2 separate regions of the Danio rerio genome follow, and region 1 is linked to region 2. Evidence: chromatin contacts called from public HiCAR-type data. All regions are on one chromosome and are shown on one strand. Each heading gives the region's core, a stretch centred on a gene start, on an enhancer-like site or on the middle of the called end of the contact. The rest is flanking DNA. Distances are from core to core; before and after follow the strand shown. Region 1 holds the start of ppiab (peptidylprolyl isomerase Ab (cyclophilin A)). Region 2 holds the start of pargl (poly (ADP-ribose) glycohydrolase, like).

Region 1 (7,741 bases), core at 4,067-6,566, 120 kb after region 2:
TTACACTCGTGTGGTGTAGTAAAGGACATTGTGTGTGTGTGTGTGTGTGTGTGTGCGTGTGCGTGTGTGTGTGTGTGTTGAGGATCAGGTCATTGCTTGTTTTTCTTTTCACTGCGGCTCCTGTTTTAAATCTAAATTAGATGAGGAATTGTGATCTCGTAATGCTGGATTCACACCAAACACGTAATTAAGTAATCGATATAAAAGTAAATTAAATATAATGGTAATGCAAACGATTGAACTATATCGAATTATGATGGCAGATAAAGCTGTGAGTGGTGTTGTAACCACAGCTGCAGAGTATTGGATTACATGTAACCTGGATTACATCTGTTTTTTTTTATCGTACACCAGCACTACTTTGAAAAGATTGAAGTACATAAGAACATATTGTAGAATAACGAACGAAAACTTCACATTGAGACAATACAAAACTATGTAGTTCTAAATTTAAATCATTAAATAGGATTTTTCATGTCATTATTGGATCGATAACTAAAAGCGAAGTACTCTAATGCTGTATTCAGAACAAACACGAAATTAAGTATTGAATATAAAATTAAATTACATATAATGTTAATGCAAACATTGACGAATAATCACAGCACAGTGCGAATGTCGCAGATAAAGCTGTGAGCATTATTATAACCACAGCTGGGGAATATCGAGTGACATGTAACCTGGATTACATTAGTTTGTTTATTCGTACAGCAGCAATTTACGACTACTTCATGACATTATTGAAATAAATAAGAACATATTGTATAATAATGAACGAAATCTTCACATTGAGACAAAACAATATAGTTTTACATTAAAAACACTAAATATGAATTTTCATGTCGATATTGAATTAATAACTTACAGCGAAGTACTCTAATGCTGGATTCAGAACAAACTCCGAACTAAGTATTCAATATAAAAGTAAATCACATATAAAGTTAATGCAATCGCTTAAACAGTGGCGAATTATCACCGCAAGGTGCGAATGTTGCAGATAAACCTGTGAGCTCTACTGTAACCACAGCTGTGGAGTATCGGATTGCATGTATACTGGATTACATCTGTTTGTTTAACATACTACGTTGACTACTTTGACAAGATTGAATTCGATATGAACATATTGTATAATAACGAATGAAAACTTTACATTGAAACAATAAAAAAACAACATAGTTTTACATTAAAAACATGATTTTTTATTTTTCATGTCGATTTAGCATCGATGACTTCCATCAAAGTACTCGGAATTAATGCGGAGTTAAAGTTAATGCAAAAAGTTGAATAGTGGCGAATTATCACCGCACAGTGCGAATGTCGCAGATAAATTTGTGAGCGTTACTGTAATCACAACTGCGGAGTATCGGATTACATGTTACCTGGATTACATTTGTTTGTTTTTCGTACACCAGCAATTTACAACTATTTCATGACTACAATGAAGTAGATAAAAAGTTTTTGTATAATAATAATAACAAACGACAACTTCACATTAATAAGAGACAACGCAAATGTTTTTAAATTTGTCATTAACAACATTAAATCTGATTTTTCATGTCAATATAGGGTCAGCAACTTCCATCAAAGTACTCTAGTGCTGGATTCAGACCAAACTCGGAATTAAGTTTTTAATATAAAAGTAAATTACATATAAAGTTAATGCAAGTGCTCAAATAGTGGTGAATTATCACCGGTGCAAATGTTGCAGATAAAGCTGATAGCGTTACTGTAACCACAACTGCGGAGTATTGGATGACCTGTAACCTGGATTACATTTGTTTGTTTAATACATTGTAATATAGATAAGTTCATATTGCTTAATAATAACAACGACAACTTCACATTAATATGAGACGATACAAAAAATTTACATTAAAAACATTAAATATGAATTTTTTATGTCGACATTTGATCGATAACTTGAAGCGAATTTATCGATCTAATGTTGAGTACAGATTGAATGTGGAATTAAGTATTCAATATAAAAGTCAATTACATACAATATTAATGCAAACGCTCAAAAAGTAGCGAATTATCACAACACGACACAAACTTTGCAGATAAAGCTGTCAGCGTTACTCTGACCACAGCTGCAGAGTATCGGATTACATGTAACCTGGATTACATTTGTTTATTTATTGTACATCAGCAATTTACAACTACTTCAAGACAATATTGAAATAAATAAGTAAATATTGTACAATAATAATAATAAAGACAACATCACAATAATAACTTCACATTAATTAACAATAAAATTTTAAAACATTTTACATTAAAAACATTAAATATGATTTTTCATACCAATAACTTAGAGACAAAAAACTGTAAGGCTGGATTCAGACCAAATGTGGAATTAAACATTTAATAAAAGTCAATTACATGTTAATGCAAAATTTAAAATAGTGGCGAATTATCACTGCGCGGTGCAAATGTTGCTGTGAGCTTTACTGTAACCACAGCTGTGGAGTATCGGATTACATGGAACCTGGATTACATTAGTTTGTTTATTGTAATGTGGATAAGTACACATTGCATAATAAAAACAACGACAACTTCGTTAATAAAAGACAATACAAAACAATACATTAAATATGATTTTCGTGTTGATATAGGATCAATATAAAATGAGTAACTAAGTATTCAATATAAAAGTAAATTACCTATAAAGTTAATGCAAACGCTTGAACCGAGGCGAATTTTCAGAGTGTGGTGCGAATGTCGCAGATTAAGCTACGCGTTCTGACCGAAGTATCGAATTACATTAGTTTGTTCATTGTACATCGGCATTTTAAGACTACTTTGTGACTGATCGAAGATTGATATAGATAGAACATATTGCGTAATAATAACGACAACCTCAAATTATTAAAAGACAATACAAAATAAATACATTAAATATGATTTTTCACGTTAATATATGATTAAGAATTTCCATCAAAGTGCTCCATGCTGGATTCAGACCAAATGCGGAATTAAGTATTCAATACAAATGCAAATTACATATGAAGTCAATGCAAATGTGAAAATAGAGATAAATCAATGCTATAGGCATGAACAACGCCGAGTTTGCCATAATTGTGTCTTGTGTTCATATTCAAATGATTGAATTACACAAAAAAAAAATTTGTAAAGGGAAAAACATCCCGTGAGTAAACTAGAGCGAGTGACGCAGTGGTGCGTGATTGATGTGAACCCAGCATAACTTCACACACAAACACCGATTCTCTTAAAGAGACAGTTCACCTCTAAATTACAAGTGTCATCATTTACGCAACCTGTTAAGGGTTTTTCTATTGAACACAAAGGAAGATAAACTGAAGAAGGCTTTTAGCTCATGATATGGATGTTGATGGATATGTTTTTCAAGATTATCTTGTTCGACAGGATGAAGAAACTTGAGTTGTGAGCAAATGATGAGGAAATTTCCTTTTGGCTGAACTATTTCTTTTACACACTGACAGAATTCTCAATTATTTCATCTTTTATTCACCCAAAGACGACCTCACGCTAGCTCCATGTGGTTACAACACGGTTTCAATCCACAAATGACTTGATGTAGCCTTTATTTCCTTTATAAAACGTGCTCACGTCTGAAACGGTAGCATTCAAGAAGTGCACTATCACATTTTGCACACCGTATTTGCCTACACACGAAGGAAATCAAAGGCAAAGAGTTATCTTTAGTGAAGCTAGTGTGAGTGTGAGTGTGTGTGTGTGTGTGTGTGTGTGAGTGTGAGTGTGAGTGTGAGTGTGTGTGTGTGTGTGTGTGTGTGTGTGTGTGTGTGTGTGTGTGTGTGTGTGTGTGTGTGTGTGTGTTGGCACAAATTTAATGATTTTACACCACGCCCTGCTTTGTTTTCGTCTGTCTCTCGTGAATTTCTTACCCTTCGATGTCTTTTTTAAAAACGTCTTCCTCCCCTGTGGATTTAGGGCCATGAGGTCAGATCTTGCATTTAACTCGCCCTTAAATATGCAAGTCTGGGCTGATATTTGGTAGAAAACACATCTTCTTAGTCAACGACATGTGTGAACCCAGACAGAGCACAAGCAGCCCGGTAGCACCCTGTTAGAGAGCTTACAAATGCACAACAACAATCGCGTTTGGTGGACGAACACCTTCCCGTAGTGAGATTTTGCTCGGACAAATCTGATTGGGTGGGAGAGTGACGACAAGAAATGGACTGATGTTTATCGCCACAATCACAATCGAGGAGGAAAAACGTTGGGATTGATGTGAAATATGTACAGATATAGTATTATTATCGTCGCGGATGTGAACTTTCTCTTAACCCCATGATATGAAAAAAAATGAACATTTGAAAACACTATGACAAGAGCTCATTCCCCAGATTTACATTCAGAGCTGGATGGAGAAACCGATGATGAGGGATGATGATGATGATGATGATGATGATGATGTCGATTCCTGTCTTGTCTGATTTTATTATTTATCATGGCTCTTTGGGCAGCGTTAGCGAAGTGCAGTTTGTATATTAACAATACAGGGAGCATCAGAAGTCGTCGGATGATGTGCTTTTATTCTTTTCGTTTGTTTGTTTGTTTGAAGTCATTTGTGTATCATACGATTTTATCTTTGATTATATAATAATTGTTATTATAATTATAAAGATAATTGATGGGCCTGTATGCATCTCTCTCTCTCTCTCTCTCTTCTGTGTTAACTAGCAGAGTTTATGAATTTGTTAGAAAGATACCACATTAAAAAAAGATGATGAATTCATGAGAATCTGAGAAACCAGCATCACTCAAACTGTTCAAAAATACCACAAAAAAAAGATGTTTGACTGTCATCGTGTGTTGGTGGATCATCAAGTTCTATCGGTTGAATTAAACATGTACAATTGAAAGCGATTTGTTTTTCTAAAGATGTGAAATATTTCCATTATGTTTTATAAGTAAAGACTTAAGCCCCATTGCCTTGCATTGCCTTTATTTGGGGAGCTGCATTGTGTCAAACCGCGGGAAAATGCGCGCAGGGGGCGGGTCGTCAGGAGAATGAAAACTCGCTTTTTCAGTCACACACCTGTCTCTTTCTTAAACCACACATTTCAGTTTTATCAATAAACCACGCGTACATGATGAGATGATGATAAATCGTGAAATAAATCATCTGCTCGTTCGCTCTCCGCGATTGAATGCAAAACAGTAATGGCGAATTCTGCCTTCGGCCACCGCCCTCACGCCATGACAGACCGCAAGTTCACACCCACTTCATTTGCACATCGCTCATTGGATGAGACGCGGTTGCGTCATTTCTACCTACTTTAACCGGCACGTCAATCAAGCGCCTTCCTCCACAGCCGCACGTCGCTAATTTATTCAAGCGCGCCGCTTCTGATTGGCCCGTTCGCACGTCACTCAGCGGATCCTCCGCGGCAGAGGCGTCTTTATATCCCGCGCGCGCGCACAGTTCCTGCTTCCCGATGAGCTGCGGCGTTTGCTGGGATTCATTCAGCTGCACAAACTGACCGAGTTTATTCCTTCATCATGGCAAACCCCAAAGTGTTTTTTGACATCACCATCGATGGGAAGGAGGCGGGGAGGATCGTGATGGAGGTATGGAGATAAATCTGCGTGTATTTAAAGCGAGCGGCGACTCTTTAATTAAAGATGCGCGTGTGATGCTGTGAATCCGTCTGTGCATGAAGCGCGCACACGAGGCTTCCCCCCGCCACATTGTGCTGGTTTGATGAGCGCTGACACTGACAGCCTGCTGACGACGAGTCGTTCTTAAACGATTCGTTTGAATCTTTAATGTGACTCGGTAGCGAGACGTCGTTTCAATGAGTGATTCAGCGCATGCGCACAATGTACAGGGAAAACGCTTTTCACCCGTCTTTTTACATTAGCAATGCCTGAACAATAACGGAGACTTTAATACTGTTCAAAATTACACAAAGACTGAGATAATCAACTAACATTCACAATCTTTCCATCATTAATATTATTGTTGTTAGTAATACAACATGTATAAATAAAGTAACAGATAAAATACGCAGTAGGGGAGTAGATTACCAAAATCCTCTAATGATAAATCTAAATATCTCGCTTTTTGGCGTTTCATCTCTCTTAATGTCTTTCAATACAGTATAATTCTTCTTTAAACACCACTAGTCTTGGGAGTTTTGAATATAAAATATTAATAATAATAACAACAAATAATTCCTAAAACTTTGACTTATTCCATCTTTGCCTATTCTGGTCTGGTGTGTTCGTATTGCTAAAATAATCCCCCAAACACTTACATTTTCCTTTAAACATGTCATTTTTGGATTTTACGAGCAAAACAAATACAATATAAGTTCTATTATGAGTTTAACTTTTAATCTAGCACATTTTTTGTGTCTATTAATGAAAATACACCAGCGATCAGCCACTTTGTCTGTATTTTTTATACTAAAAGAAATATAAATAAAGATTCGATCATGTCGCTGAACGGGAATCAGTCGGTAAAATGATCCGAAATTCCCATCAGCTGCGCGCACATGGAGGACCCGCGCTCTCCACACGAGGACGCGCACGCTTTTTTGACGCAGACGCCATTTTCATCATTTTTTCATAACTCGAGATGCCATTTTGGGAAGGGAGGGGCGAGCGCCGGAGTCGAGCCTTTAATTTAAGCGTGTTAGAGTAATGCTTCTATTAGTAATATTGAATCCCCTTATTATAGCGCTCATCTTTATAATAGTAGCTGATCATAGATTAATGTAGCTGATGAAGAGCGCGCAGGTGATCTGCATAGGAGTGCGCGAGCGCGCGCGCGCTCCCGTCAGGGTCGATGTTTCCAGAGAAATGCGGAAGTAGTGGATTTTTGTTTTACCATTTTCATCACACACTCGAGCTCTGCTTCTGCATTATGACAATTAAACTATAAAACCTTCGCTCGATATATATATATATATATATATATATATATATATATGCTCGTATTGTTGCATAAAAAGGAAATTTCAAATATTGAAAGAGTGGAAATGATTAAAACCAACAATGTAGTAAAATAAGGTGAATATCAGTAATTCAGATATACTCTTGAGTGTTCAATGATGTTTCTAAGGTTGAAAATACATACATGTAATAATTCTGTTGAAATGACAACAGAAACTGCATGTGAGATATGAGGACGAGCCAAACCATCAGATTAAAAGCAAAATATCACTTCATATACATGAACAATGCTAAATAATCATGCAGAGTGGCTTCATTTATTCAGTTTCCTTCAGCTCAGCCCCTTATTTAATCAGGGGTCGCCACAGCGGAATGAACCGCCAACTGTTCCAGCAATTTTTTTACCCAGCAGATGTCCTTCCTGCCACACCCAGTATTGGGAAACACCCATACACACTCTGCCACTCATACACTACGGCCAGTGTAGTTGATCAGTTCCCCTATAGCGCATGTGTTTAGAGTGGGGGAAACCGGAGGAGAACATGCAAACTCCATGCAGAAACACCAACTGACCCAGCCCAGATTCAAACCAGAGACCTTCTTACTGTGGGGCCACAGTGTTAACCACTGCGCCACCAACAGTGTGTTTAGCGGCAGTACAGTATAGCCGAACTGCATCGTTTATTCAGAGATGGACTTTTAGAAGAGTATGAAATAAATAGTGCTTAAGTGATGTTTAACAGGAGTCGCTTTACAATGAAGAAACATCTCAAATGTGTGAAATCTAGTCAGGGTTCAACGCTAAGGGTTTTATCTACTGGCCCCACCGAAA
Region 2 (7,790 bases), core at 643-3,142:
ATAAGTATACGCCTGTACAATGATTTTTTCAACATCCACGGTACTTTATAATGTTAAATCAGGAAAAAAACACGTTTTGCCTTGTTAGTTAATGGATTAGTCTACAGAAACTTTCTTTAACGCAAAGTTAGCATACACACAAATTCGTTTCATGTTTCTTTAAAATAATTAAAATAGTTTTCAGTTACTACACACGTTACAATCTAACATTGTGTAAAAGGAAAAGGAACTTTCAGACGTGTTTGTAACTGTTAGCGTTAGCATACATTAGCTCCAGTCGTGTTTCTTAAAGCAAGTTACATTTCGTATCAAACTGTTTTAAATTACTAAACGCTGTTACAACCAAACACCGTGGAAATGTTTTAAGCTCTAAATTCGCTAATTATACAGTACACAAGCAGTAAAAAGCTTACCTTTCTGACCGGAATCCACATGGAATCTTTGAAAAATCAAACTTTTTCTTCTTGTGATCTTCGTGCCATGGTGGTTGACAACCAGCTTGTTGGAGCATTACCGCCACCGTCTGGATTGGAGTTTGGATCATGAGTTTAGTAACGCATGTGTTTATTATGAAACCAACTTCTGCTTTAAAAAAAAAACAGTCAGCACAGGAGCGTGCTATCTCAAAAATAAGCGAATTTTACATAGTTTTTCTCTGGATGACATGTATAATCTATTTATAAATAATATTGTTTTGTTTGCGTCTAAACATTGAGACCATCCACACTAAATATTCTTTTTTTTTTTTTGCTATCGTACCATGAATATTTTCTCAAATTATCATTAAACGTGGAGCTAACAGATTACTAGATAAAATAAGAACTTAATCGGTTGCCTTCAGCCGAGTCCTTGCCAGAAGCGGCCAGGACTCTACAGACAGACTCGGACCGGATATGGTTGACCGGAATCGGGCCAGTGCTTTACAGCCGCATCACAGCCGCATGTGCGCGAGCGAGGTGCGGGCCGCACTCGGCCCGGATAACACTCGCCGATGCCGAGTCGGAGCCGGAGGGGCCGGAGGGCAGCCGAGCTCGGGCCGATTACTGCCTGCTATCTGGGTACAGTTTATGAGTTCACTAATACTACAGTAAGCTCAACGAGTTGTAAATATTATATGTACAGTATAACACACACTTTAGTATGATTAAAAAAATACTATAAAGTGATCTTTCCGTGTTTTATTTACATTAACGCAAGAAGCGTAACCCAAACAAATCAGTCAATACACTTTACTGTACCATGTTTCAAGACGCTATACATTTACTATAACTTACTATGGTATTTTCTTACACGTAGGCCTATCCCAGAAATCTTAGGGGATCTCAGTTTTGCGTGAATATCGCCTTTCTGCGTGTACTCCTTATTTATTAACGTAAACAGCGTAACCGACAACAACAGAAAATCACGAGCACGGAAAGGCATGACGCGTTTATAAAGTGAATAACAGCAGGAGGTAAATTAGAGAAAGCTCTATAAACACATCATGATTAACAGCACGACAGGGAAACGTGTTGAAATAGTACATATCGTCTGGTCTGTGTTGTAAATGAATACTTTATATACTCACTGTAGTGCGCTGATGCTGTGTGTCCTGGTGTCGCTTTCACTTTCGGTTTTGCTGAAACTGAGTTCAGTCAAACAGCAACTCACTCCAGCTCCACTGTAAACTCGCTGTACACTCTACAGGTAACAGATGAACTCACCTGTCCAGTGTGTGTGTGTGTGTGTGTGTGTAGGTGTGGGTGGGTGTGTATGGGTGTGTGTCTGTCCGCGCTGCTGATATCGGTGTGTGTATGTGTGTGTGTCGTTTCTCTGAAGCTCAAAGTGAAAGTGAGTCCAGATCAGCAGCTCTTGCTGAACACACACTCCGCCATTGTGTTTTCCTGCTCTAACAGATTCACTGATCAGCCTTTTTTTATTTATCTCCAGCCTTTCGTCACGTGACGCAATTTTATTTCCCTTTTCAGCCACCAGGTGGGGCTGTTACTAGAAGGGATACAGCTGCGGCCGATAGTTAACCAGAGTTCATTCATTCATTCATTTCCTCTTCAGCTTAGTCTCTTTATTAATCCGGATCGCCACAGTGGAATGAACCGCCAAATTATCCAGCATTTTTTTTATGCAGTGGATGCCCTTCCAGCTGCAACCCATTACTGGGAAACACCCATACACTGTCATTCACACACACATACACTACTTAACTTACATTTTTAGTAAAAGTAATTAAATGATTTATTTATCAACTATTTAGTTTATGTTTTTTCCTACAATATTTCCACAGACCCCCAGATCAGCTTTGCAAAGTCTAGAAGGGATACAGCTTTAGTCCCTTTAATTATCGGGGTCGCCACAGCGGAATGAACCGACAACTTATCCAGCATGTTTTTACGCAGCTGATGCCCTTCCAGCTGCAACCCATCTCTGGGGAAGATATCACCTTTCTAGCATATTTTTTGTGTCTCTGTACATCAATAATTACTGATTTACATTACTCTGAGGGTTGGGTTTACAGTCGGGGTTGGAATAGACGTGAATAAAATACAGTTTACTGTTAATTGAATAAATAATATAAATTATTAACTTCAGGCCGTAGCTGTATCCCTTTTAGCAACAGCCAACATAAACCCCTTAGCAAAGTGATCCAGACGGGTTTCCTAGCAACGTCAGCGCTTACTTATTAATATTCATAATAATCATTCACTCACAGATCTGACAGAGGAGCACACTTTTTGTGACAGTTGTCTTTATTAAGCACAAGAGGGCGCCAAACTCCACAGTTTAATCATCAACTTTAAAAAGAAAAAAAAGCGTAACTAATGAGGTATTTGGTGTCCGCATTGACGTTCAGTTCACTTAAAGGGACAGTACATGAATAAATAAATAAATCAATAAATAAATCAAATATGTCGTCATTTACTCTTCCTCCAGTTTGTTACAAACCTGTCTGACTTTCTTTTTGTCTGTTTAACACAAAATAGATATTTATAGGAACAACAAACGTTGTCATAATGTGTTGTTACTACTGAAGTCAATGGTTACCGGTTTTCAATAGTCAATAAATAGTGAGGAATATGTCATTTTTAAGTGAACTGTGCCTTTAAGATGATGGCTCATTCACCTCAAAGCAAGAAGGTCTCTGGTTTGAGTCTCAGCTGGGTCAGTTGGTGTTTCTGTGTGGAGTTTGCATGTTCTCCCCGTGTTGGTGTGGGTTTTCGGGTGCTCCGGTTTCCCCCACAGTCCAAACACATGCGCTATAGGGGAACTGATCAACTAAATTGTCCGGAGTGTGTGTGTGTGTGTGTGTGTGTGTGTGTGTGTGTGTGTGTGTGTGTGTAAATGAGTGTGTATAGATGTTTCACAGTAATAATTTACGGCTGGAAGGGCATCTGCTGTATAAAACATATATGCTGCATATATTGGTGATTCATTCCACTGTGGCAACCTCAAATTAATAAAAGGACTAAGCTGAAAATGAATGAATACACATTCGACACATTGGCTCAGTGGTTAGCACTGTGGCCTCACAGCAAAACATATGCTGCAGTAGTTGGCGGTTCATTCCGCTGTGGCGACCTCTGATAAATAAAGGGACTAAGCTGAAGGTAAATTAATGAATGAATAAATTATTGAATATTTAAAATGGTAAAAGAATAGAATTTCTGATAATCAGTGTTGGGTCAGATATGGAGATGCCCGATGCTGGGTCAGATATTTTCAATTCAGTTTAAATTAGCTCTTCACTTTTTAACCCCATGGTTGGGTTTATCCATTGTTTACCCATGAACTATTGAATCCATATTTTACCTACATTTTACTCAGTGTTCATGATTCTTCAGAAATCAGTTTAATATGATCATTTGATGATCAATAAATATTTATGATTATTATTATCAGTGTTGAATACTTGTGTGTCATGTGTTCATTCATTCATTTACTTTCAGTTTAGTCCCTTTATTAATCAGGGGTCACCACTGCAGAAAGAACCACTGAATATTCCAGCATATGCTTTACACAGCGGATGCCCTTCCAGTTGCAACCCAGTAATAGGAAACACCCATACACACTCATTCACACACACACACACACACACATACACTGCGGCCAGTTTAGTTGATCAGTTCCCCTATAGCGCATGTGTTTGGACTGTGGGGGAAACCGGAGCACCCGGAGGAAACCCACACCAACACGGGGAGAACATGCAAACTCCACACAGAAACACCAACTGACCCAGCCGGGACTTGAACCAGTGACCTTCTTGCTGTGATGTGATCATGCTACCCACTGTGCCACCGTGCCGCCTGTGTAATGTGTAATAAATGTTGATTGACAGATTCTCAGAAAGTTCAGGAGTGTAACAGGACCTCTAGAACATCATACACGTCTGTATTCTCACTGAGCTGCTGGCTTGTTTTTAACTCAGTGTTGGGTCAGTCTCAGTTCTGGCTACACTTTTTTAATTGCGTTTAAATGGTTGTCTATATTTTACCCAACGTTATTGTTTTTTTTTTTAAGTGTGTGTGAGTGTGAACCACAGAGCGCTCGTGAGTGTCAGCTCACACACTCTCTTCAGCTTTCTCTGATTTTCATCTAATTATGAGTGTGTGATGAAGAAGACAGACAGACACAACGTCCTCTTCAATCTCGCTGACATGGCTCGCAGTGTCTGTGTGAGTTATGACACATGCACACACACACGCACACACACATTTATTTATATATACATATATATATATATATATATATATATATATATATATATATATATACACACACTCACACACACACACACACACACATACAATCATGCACAAATATACACAAGAGCATACACACACACACTTATGTATATACACACACACACATGCAGAAAGATTTACACACACAGACACACATATACATACACTAATACACAAACACACACACACTCACAAACTCACTCAATTATACAAACACATGTAAACAAATACATTCACACAAACAAACACACACTCATTCAAACTCACTGTGTGTTTGTGTGTGTGTGTGTGTGTATGTATGTATGTCTCCATGCATGCATGTATGCACGCCTGTGTGTGTGTGTGGGGGGGGGTGTATCTATGTTTTTATATATGTGTGTGTGCGTGCGTGTTTGTGTATGAATGTATGTATGTGTGTGTCTGTAAATTTTTCTGCATGTGTGTGTGTGTGTGTGTGTGTGTGTATGTGTGTGTATATATTAAAAAGTGTGCGTGTGTGTGTGTGTTCGTGTGTGTGCGTGTATGCTTGTGTGTGTGTGTTTGTTTGTCTATTGTGTATGAGTGTATGTATATGTGTGTCTGTGTGTGTAAATTTTTCTGCATATGTGTGTGTTTGTGTGTGTGTGTGTGTGTGTGTGTGTGTGTGTGTGTGTGTGTGTGTATATATATATATATATATATATATGAAAGTTTGTGTGTATGTGTGTATGCTTGTGTGTATATTTATGCATGTGTGTGTGTGTGTGTGTGTGTGTGTGTGTGTGTGTGCGTGTGCATGTTTGTTTGTGTGTGTGTGTGTGCATGTGTGTGCGCGTGCGTGTGTGTTCAGGCAGTGCATGTTCTCAGTGTTCCTCCTCCTCCTGTGCTGCTGCTGTTATTGTGGGTCAGTCTCTGCTCTGGAATGTTCTCCTCAGTTCAGCAGAATCACTGCATTGGAATGCTGCTCGCGCCGCCAAACAACAGTGTTGACTTAAAGGGGCAGTTCACTCTGAAATCACCAATCCCTCATCATTTACCCACACTTTACACCTTACAAACCATCACGAGCTTCTCTCTTCTGTAAAACAACACAAGAAGATATTTTGAAGAATGCTGGAAACCTGTAACCATCGCCTTCCATTTGCCACAGAAGTCAATGGTTACCGGTTTTCAGCATTCTTCAAAATATGTTCTTTTGTGATCAACAGAAGAAAGAAACTCAGAAATGTTTATAACCGCTTGAGAGAGAGTAAAAAGTGAGTAAATATACATTTTTTAGTGAGCTGTTCCTTTAAAAGGCCAGAAATGGAGCCGGACTGGAGCTGTGTGCGCTCCTGCTGCCAACATCAAGCCGAAAATCAGCAGATCACAGACGCTGAGGGTTTCCTCTCTCCTCCAGCACTGTTTGTCTGCTCATTAAAGGGGCAGTTCACCCAAACATTACAGTTCTGTCATCATGTACGCGCTCCTTACTTGTTCCAAACCTGAGTTTCTTCCTTCTGATGAACACTAAAGAAGAAAGTCACACCACAGGACATATTTATAGGGTTAGTTCACACGGAAATGAGAAGTGACGCAGTATTCATCCTCCTTCAAGTGTTTTAAACCTTAATGAGTTTCTTCCTTCTATTTAGAAAAACAAAAGAAGATATTTTGAAGAATGGTGAAAACCGGTAACCATTGACTTCTATACTGGGAAAGAGATATACTATGAAAGTCAATAGTTACAGGTTTTCAGCATTCTTCAAAATATCTTCTTTAGTGTTCAACAGAAAAATATGATTGTTTATCATTTTCATTCATTCGCTTTCCTTCTGCACTGTTGCCTCACAGCAAGAAGGTCTCTAGTTCGAGTCCACTGCTGGGTCAGTTGCTTTTGTTCAGACTGAAAATGACGTGATCATATTTGCTCGTCATATTTCTGTGGTGCTTAAAAATACAGTTCACTTAGAAATATTGATGCAAAAATAAATGTCTTTTACTCTTTACTTCTTCCAAACCTGAAAGAATTTAGACAACCGGTAACCACTGACTTCCATTGTATTTGTTTGTTCTACAAAAGAAGTCAATGGTTACCGGTTTCCAACATTCTTCAAAATATCTTCTTTTGTGTTCAACAGAAAAAGAAACTCATAAAGTTGTAAAGCAAGTCAAATATGGCAGTAAAGTTTGCTGAAACACCTTCAATGATGCGGTGTGTCGAGTATTAGCAGGTAAACTAACCCATTAATGATATTCATTTGTTCTATTTTTATGGTGCTTAAAGGGTCAGTTCACACAAAAAATACAAATCCTGTCATCATTCACTCACTCTTCACTTGTTCCAAACTTTCCTGGGCTTCTTTCATCTGTTGAACACAAAAGAAGATATTTTGAAGTATGTTGAAAACCAGTAACCATTGACTTCCATGGTATTTGTTTTTCCTACTATGGAAGCCAGTGGTTACTGCTTTCTAAAATTCTTCAAATGATCTTCTTTTGTGTTCAGCAGATGAAAGCCCACAACAGAAGAACCCGCTCGATGTGCTGCAACAAACGCTTCTCTCTGCTATTTTTGTCTTGTTTCTAGTCTAAATATCAGCAAATTCCTCGATCAGGAAGCATTGTCTGGACAAGTCAAACATTTAGAGCTGATTTCAGAAAGAATGAGTCAACATCAAGAGAGTTTCATTAAAACAAGCAGAATGATCTGATGTCAAAAGGAAAACTAGACTATGTCACCTCCCCCATTGGCAGATTATTTTCATTCATTCATTTTTCTTCACCTTAGTCTCTTTATTCATCTGAGGTCGCCACAGCGGAATGAACCACCAACTAGTCCAGCATGTGTTTTACACAGCGGATGTCTTTATGCAGTGGGAGAGTAAACAGTGAGCTTTAGTGTGTGAACTGTCCCTTTAAATGTGGAGAGAGTAGCGGGTCAGACTGAAGCGCACGCAGGAGAATGCAGTGTGTGTGTGTGTGTGTGTGAGTGTGTGTGACATTGTTAAATGACTGCAGTAGATGGAGGAGGAGGAGGAGGAGGAGGCGGCGGTGACATCGATAGCAGAGAAAGATGAAAAAGCCAAAAGAATC

The links. HiCAR-type assays count read pairs that join an accessible place to other places.
Region 1: a HiCAR-type map of caudal fin shows a contact between it and region 2, with 5 times the contacts expected there. The contact joins the promoter of ppiab here to the promoter of pargl in region 2. A contact is called at or near these places in 1 of 18 Hi-C or Micro-C datasets (caudal fin) and 3 of 4 datasets of contacts at active chromatin or transcription factors (caudal fin, embryo and pancreas).

Annotation. Positions count from the first base shown.
Region 1 is chr10:50,443,680-50,451,420 of GRCz12tu, forward strand. It overlaps ppiab (peptidylprolyl isomerase Ab (cyclophilin A)), which reads left to right and starts at 5,317. Exons shown (of 5, transcript NM_001328424.1): 1 at 5,317-5,580. The coding sequence starts at 5,512. zmiz2 (zinc finger, MIZ-type containing 2) reads left to right here. Exons shown (of 20, transcript XM_073915289.1): 20 at 1-4,937.
Region 2 is chr10:50,331,397-50,339,186 of GRCz12tu, forward strand. It overlaps pargl (poly (ADP-ribose) glycohydrolase, like), which reads right to left and starts at 1,893. Exons shown (of 17, transcript XM_001338221.9): 1 at 1,568-1,893.